Regions from separate parts of the Capsicum annuum genome. Here region 1 is linked to region 2. Evidence: chromatin contacts called from public Hi-C data. All regions are on one chromosome and are shown on one strand. Each heading gives the region's core, a stretch centred on a gene start, on an enhancer-like site or on the middle of the called end of the contact. The rest is flanking DNA. Distances are from core to core; before and after follow the strand shown.

Region 1 (3,760 bases), core at 1,093-3,592, 42 kb before region 2:
CATCGACATTAATAAAAAATCAACTTTTTTATGTTCAAAAGGATCAGATCTCCAGGCTTTTCATCTAAAGAGGGAATAAAGGTGGTAGAAAACGAACATACAGTGGATTGCTCCGATTGTCTCAAATCTACACTCCATTGGGTTTGAGAACATGGATAAAGGTGCCACGATTTCAAGCTAATGAGCTGTCAATTTTATAAGATGAAACTTACAAAGTTTTTGATAAATTATATATATATATATATATATTAAATAACTTATTAGATACAACAACATATCCATGTTACATATATCATAAAGTGAGGGAATCTTAGTAGCTTAGTTGGTTAGTCACCTGCACTTCCACCTTATTGGTGAGGATTCGATTCGCCACATTGTAATCTCCTCCCCCATTTTTTATTTATTTTAAAATATACCATAAAGTGGGGTATAGGGAGGATCGGATGCAGCAAAACTTACCTTTATATCCAAGGTAGAGAAGTTGTTTGCAATAGATGCTTGACATAAGGAAAAACAACAACAAAGAAAAGTAACGAGAGAAACTACTGAATTCTGCTAAACACATAAGCAAAGAACTAAATACAAGAAATACTCTCAAAATTTGAACTTGTAATTTCAACAATATACAATGAGTGTATCCATCAAATTTAAAAACAGATCCATTGTCTGTTCTTTATCTTGGAAGAGAATCTTCTAAAGAGATGATGTGAGTGTGTGTGTCAAATTAATATGGCTGAGGTGAAGCAAGTTGGAGTACTAGTAATTTATTAGCCACTTCTCTACAGAATATATTCAAATCACGCACCTTGTTTTGCAAGTACATTAATACAGAAGAGCTTTCATTTTTGTGACCTACCAAACAGTAGTGTTTCTCTTTTTCTGTGTTTTCCTTGAAAATGGAATTCAACAAAAAAATGCAAAAAGTTCAAGACTAGCAGGCAGTTTTTTCTTCTTCTAACAGGCAAGAGGTGGTAAGTAAAAACATCTACATTAGTCACCTTAGGAGTATCTATCACACCTTCAATATAGTATTAGCTGTCTTTCCAGTCAACTGTTTTAACTGTATTTATGAACGAATTGACCCTCAACAACTTAGATTTATCCGAGTTCATTTCACATATAATTAATAGCTACAAAGCAATTTCCTCTGTCGACGAAAAAGTCTTTTTTTGAAATAATAACAACTCCTATTAGTTGGATACGAAAAATCAACCCAGATTTATTGTCATAAGAGAGTACATACGACTTGTAAGAGGTGTTTGTTCAAGTCACAAAAGCAATAATCTACAACATTATGCACCATTTATAATTATTATATCTCATAACTGCAAAGTGCAAAAGGCGGATTATGTTTCCATCTGCTGGAACTCACAACCTAATATTACAAGTTAAGAAAAACTTTTAATGGATAAACTCCAATTTCTAAGGAACCTTGATGTGTAGATAGACAAGTATTTTTGGAGAAAATAAAAAAAGCTAGGGGGAAAGGGTTTTGAAAGAAAGTAGAAAGGCAGAAACCAGATCTGAATGTTTGCAGAAAGAGAAAGCCAAAAAGCCATCATGACCACAATCATAACACACAATGACTATTTATAACAACAACAAGAAGCATACGTTACTGACTAAACAAACACAGATCATGACCCAAAAAAGGCAGTAATGATGAAACTTTTTTCAGGTTGGGATCTGTAAACACTTAATGAAAACGTAAAAGAAGTCAAGACTTTTCATCATTACACCAATCTTACATATATACAACAAAATAGGATTCATTGACAAACCGACAAACAACAGCTTCAGAATAAACCAACGGAATCACAACAACATACTTATTCCCACAAAGTGGTGTCCAGAGGTAGAATATACGCAGATCATACCTTTACCTTACTTCTTGACTTACCACTGAAACGGATCTAATAAATGAGGTGATGAGTGAGCAATATTCATTGTGGGGAATGAAGCCTGGTCCGACGACACCAAAAACATAATCCAACACTGTAGATCTATATGCATAATATATAGATCTATAAAAAGTAAGTAAGAAAATAGTTTTGATTCCTCGAGCCAGACAACATTCCCCGCAATAGAAAAGCTCCATCCCTTAGAGAAAAAAAAAAAAAAAAAACATCCTTAGATATATGCTTTCTCTATGTGTATATATATTAGTGGTAGTGGTACCATATATAAAGCCCCCAAAACTTTCGCCTATGTTTAAGGGGGAGAAGGCTTAGTGAGCAGAGAAAGATGAAAGGGATAGAGATTAGTGTGTGTGTGTGTGTGTGTGATGATGAAGAGAATGATTTGTTGGGTAAAAAATAAAGAGGAGTATGAAGAGGGGGAAGGGTTAATAGGACAAAAATAAGGGGCAGAGTTCTGACTATACCAGCTGTGGGGGTTTACTGAAATGACCACGAACCCCATGCAAAATCAATGCACTACCCTCACTTTAATTACCTAATTAATTGTTGTGTCAATATTATAATCAAGTGAGATGTACTTTGATTAATATAATATTTTAAACAAAAATTCTCACCGTTACGACATTCAAAATTATTCAGAATATTGCCGCTTAGGGTTAAGGGTAAGCTTACCATAAGCTCCTTGAATTTTCATATTAGAGGTGGAGGGCTCAGATACTATGTAGCGGTTTGGCATAAAAACGAAAAATTTTCAGAGTTGGAGTTGAAATTGGTCATGTCTTTTTCTTTAAAAAAATTGACTTTTGAAAAAAAAAAATTTAAATATGATTTTATATCCTAACTTTACAAACTATCAAAATCACCCAACTAAAATTTACCTACTAAAGGAAAAAGAACACAATTAGCCACTATTATAAAAATAACTACATATACATGGTCATATTTAATGAATTTCAATTATGACATATAATATTTACATTAATAGTTGTTTTCTCATATTTGAAATTTTTTAAATATGGATGTTATATTAACATATCACTGCTTCCAGATTTTTAGGTAACAAATCTTATTTTTCAAACAAATTTATTTTTTTAGAAATTATTTAATTTATTTACTTCATTTTTCGTTCCTAAAAACTAGGAAATGATGAGTTGTTATTAAATTTTAGAGTGCCACTAATTTATTTCTTTAATTTTCTTATACATAAAAGATTTTACTGTGTACGAATAAATTATTTATATGTAAAACATGTTTTGCATATTTATGGTATATTATATCATATATCATAAATATATAAATATGGTCAGTATGTTTCTTTATACTTTGTATTTTTATATATGTGTATATATGGTATATACTTCATATATAACATACTTTGTATATTTATATTATAAATATGCTTAGTATGTTTCTTAATACTTTGTATATTTATATATGTGTGTATATGGTATATAGATGGTATAAACTTTATATATAACATACTTTGTATATTCATATTATAAATATAATACTTTATATATTTATGGGTATAAATATAAATTAGCAGTAAAATAATGTCTTAAATAATGTAGAAAATTAAATAAGGGATAAAAATAATGATAAGATAGAAAAAGAGATATATATTAATTAGGATAGCATTAAGTTTGAAATTATAATTATCTTATTCTTTAAAACTGTTATATACGTAATATTGAAAAAGTAATGTTATAAGGAGAGTTTTATGTAAAAATTTAAAATATTGGGGTTATATGTAATAATAATAAAAGTTGTAATTGGAGTTGAAAAATTGTGAAAACAAGAAAAACCTGTTTTTCATTTTCAGAAAAATTTTCCGAAATTAT
Region 2 (3,727 bases), core at 381-2,880:
AAAAATCAGCTTTTACATAATGTCTTTTTTCTTTTAAACTAATTTATGTAAAATCTCTAATACTATGTATTAAACGAAATATAAGGAAGGATGATCAATAATTTAATCAGCAAAATTAAATAAACAACTCGTTGGCGTATAGGTAGACTAGTGAGAGCTTCAACAGTATAATGTTAATGGAGGAAATTCTAATCACTTATGACTATTGAGTTGTTAATATAAATAGTACATGAAATAATGATAATATCATTTCTATACTGAATCTTTTTGCTTTGTTTTAGGATTAAAATTTGCTGATGACATTGATCATAGAAGATAGATAGCCCTCAATTAACTCAATAGTAATTTTTTCCAATTCAGATTTTAACTAATATTGTTATTGATAAAAACAAAACAAAACAAAACAACAACAACAACAAAAAAAAAAGAATTAAGATGTTCCTTTCCTACTATTAGGTTAATTGTATTGATAGACAAGCTTTGTAGAAGTGGTCTTTTCCTACTAATTCTTCTAAGAAGTTTTAATTTTGCTAAAGTTGTAAGGTAAGTCCAATTCACTCAATATTCCTCTGGCACACCAATAAAGATTCGTATCTAATAAACTATTGTACTGCAATCACTAAATTGCTAAGTTCTGTACTCCCTTTCTTTCGAAATAAGTGAATTATTGGGGTATTTATTAATATTTCAAAATAAATGAATTATTGAAATTTTTTTACAAATTTACCTTGTGATTTGACAACAATTAATTTTTGAAAAGGTATTACAAAGTTAATTTTTTCTTCTTTTTTTTTGAGTAAAAATAAAAAATTATGTTAAATTTATGTTTTTAATAATTTTCCCTTAATCTGTATGTTAAATTCCAACAATTCATTTATTATTGTTTGATCTACTTTCTCTACAAATCAAAAGCATTTCTTCTTCTTCTCATGTCTAGTTTTATTAGGAATTAAGTGTGGATTACTCAACATTGTTGCAATATACAAAGAATAAGATAAACTATTTAACATCTTGTGATGATATATACATGATTAACAATCTCAAAAGTAAAAAAAATAAAAAAATTGAGAATATTGTAAGAATAATCAAAGAAAATTGTTTAATTTCTTAAATAATACTCTCTCCATTTCATTTTAATTATTGTTTTAACTTAAAAAAATTGTCTCAAACTATTGTCACTTTAGGAATAAAGATTAAAGTTGACGATTATTTTTAACTACATATACTCTTGTCATTAAAAAAGTATTAAAAATAAAATATTTAAGAGAAAAAATCGTACCAAGATAACTGAAGAGAGGATGACGTGTAGACAAGATTCAACCTCTTCTCGATGAGGTTTTGATGTATTGCAGAATCCCAAAAAGCTAAAAATGGACGGTTAAAGTGAGATGTAGCTAAAAACTGACCGTTAAAGTGAGATGCATAAAGCCTTATTGTCAAACACCTTAACTTTCACGAGGAAACACCACAAAATGAACAGTAGTATGATGGTTGAGATTACTTCACTCTTACGTGTTAAAAAAGAAAAAATCTCATTGAGAGCACATAGTAATTCACGCAATATATGAATCTAAATTAATTTATTGTGGAAACATATAGCAACCTAAATATGAGGGAGAAAAAATCCATGATACTTTACCCCAAGGATGGGATTGGGAGGTGGGAAGTGAAAGAAAATGACAATTGTTCCCCTTCTCTACTTTGGAGGCCGATAGGTGCATACCTTAGTTGAGAAATCTAAATGAATTTTTGAAATAAATTTAGATATCGATCAGTTAAATCGAAAAAAAAAATAAAAAAATCCGAGATACTTTACCCCCAAGTATGGGATTGGGAGGTGGTAAGTGAAAGAAAATGACAATTGTTCCCCTTCTCTACTTCATCACCATTTTTTTTTTTTTTTAACCAATTTTCAATTCCTTCACATTACCAAATTGTCAAAATAGTCAAGAGGAAAGGAAAGGGATGAACCAAAACAAGCTCTCCCTTTCCCATTCAAATGTAGCTGCTCAAACCTTCAAATTCCCTCTAATTCCCTCACTTGCTTTATACATACTCTTTGCCCTTTTCTTGTTTGCTCTTTCCGTCTCTCTTTTCATACTTGTTGTTGTTCATAACCCTCTCTTCTTCCTCTTTTTCCTCTTCCTTTTTAGCCTCATTGCTGCTTTTCTACTGTGGAACTCTCTTTCTTACCGCAATAACACCACCATTCTTCATTACCTTCATTCTTTGCCTGACTCCGACCTCACTGTTGCCTCACATGGCCACCTCGTCAAGATTACTGGGGTAAATAATCTTCTTTTCTGTCTGGGGTCTTTCTTCTTTGTGTTTCTTGGCATCTTCTGTAGATGAGGTAGCCACATGTAGCAAAGGGTGTGCAGTTGAACACCCTTGTCGAAAAATTATTCTGTGTATGTAGAGGTGGAAAACTATTTTTTCCATAGGTATATATTAAATCTTGAACATCCTTGATGAAATATTTGGAGTCAGCACTTAATGTCTGTGTTTTTTCATTTGAAGGGGGTTGTTTTCTTGCCATTTGTTTTTGTGTAACTGTTTCTTATGTTGAGCAAGGATTGATGGTAACAAGGCTTTCAGCTTTCTGCATACCGGTCACAATGGGTATGTTTGAGCCATGCTGATGGCTAAATTAGGAATTCTTGACTAATACTTGGGGAAGTTATTCTTGATTTTGGCAATAGTTCTGTCTTTATGGGAGTTTTACTTGTTGAAAATGTCAAGTAATGTTGGTGGGAGGTGGCAGGTACCCCACGAAATTAGTCGAGGTGCGTGCAAGCTAGATCAGACACCGCGTTTTTTAAAAAAAGTGTCAAGTAACTTCTACCCTGTATAATGCTCGGAAAGATTTGATCTTTAAATCCAGAATACTAGTGTGCATTGAACTTCCTTGTTATGGATAACTTAAGTGAAGTGTTGGATCATGAAAATGTCTTGAAGAGAAAAAGAATTTATATGCATTTGAGTTATTTTCTTTTCTTGTTGGAGTGATTTTGTGTGATGAACTGATTAATATGAGCTCTATTTGACTTGGTGTATCTTACCGGTAGGTAAAATTGATAAACAGGCAAAGAGCTTCTGTGTCCATTATTGCATATATGTCTCAAAGAACATTAATTCTGTCTATATATTCATGAGGTTGTTGCCCCCATCTAAAAACCTATTTATGAAATTGTTGTGTTTAGCTTGATTTTCCCCACGATTCCTTTCCCTTCACTTTTTTGACATCAGTAGATGCCTTGTTGCTCTTTGATGATTTCAGCATGTCTCTTGTGGGAATGCTTCTTTGGAGTCTTCTTATGAGAAGGTTGGGAGATGTGTTTATGCATCCACCTTGCTGTTTGAATGTGGAGAACTTGGCTTGAAGCCTGTCGATGTAAAAGAATCATGCTTCGGCTGGAGACTTGTTTATTCTGAGGTATGGAGCATTGTTGACATGCTAAACATTTTCTAATAACGTTTTGTAACATGGCTAATGAACAAGATCTCAGCTGTTTATTTTCTCGGCTTTAGCATTGATATTTGGCTTCATCTTTCCTTTCGATCTAGTGGTTTGAATATAAAGAAAAGACCTTCACTCCGTTGTATTTCCTCGCTAGAGAACCATCCTTTCAAACATCAGATTGTCAGCTGTCAATTCAATTTCAATTGGCAGAAAAAGTGTGTGGGTAAACCATACATCATGCATAAGCCTCAATGTTTAGGTGCC

What was found. A called contact is a pair of places that touch in the nucleus more often than the background predicts.
Region 1: a contact with region 2 is called in a Hi-C map of leaf, with 2.8 times the contacts expected there. The contact joins the enhancer-like site here to the promoter of LOC107839332 in region 2. A contact is called at or near these places in 4 of 5 Hi-C or Micro-C datasets (bud, leaf and placenta).

Annotation. Positions count from the first base shown.
Region 1 is chr8:147,917,658-147,921,417 of UCD10Xv1.1, reverse strand. No RefSeq gene overlaps it. Among protein-coding and RNA genes, the nearest start is that of LOC107839329, 21 kb to the left of the region's middle. Within about 2 kb of position 2,342, at least 5 of the 5 cell types and tissues checked have an H3K27ac peak or open chromatin away from gene starts, as enhancers often do. A contact at or near this core is called in bud and leaf, where this site is marked.
Region 2 is chr8:147,875,299-147,879,025 of UCD10Xv1.1, reverse strand. It overlaps LOC107839332, which reads left to right and starts at 1,630. Exons shown (of 4, transcript XM_016682767.2): 1 at 1,630-2,286; 2 at 3,281-3,436. The coding sequence starts at 1,966.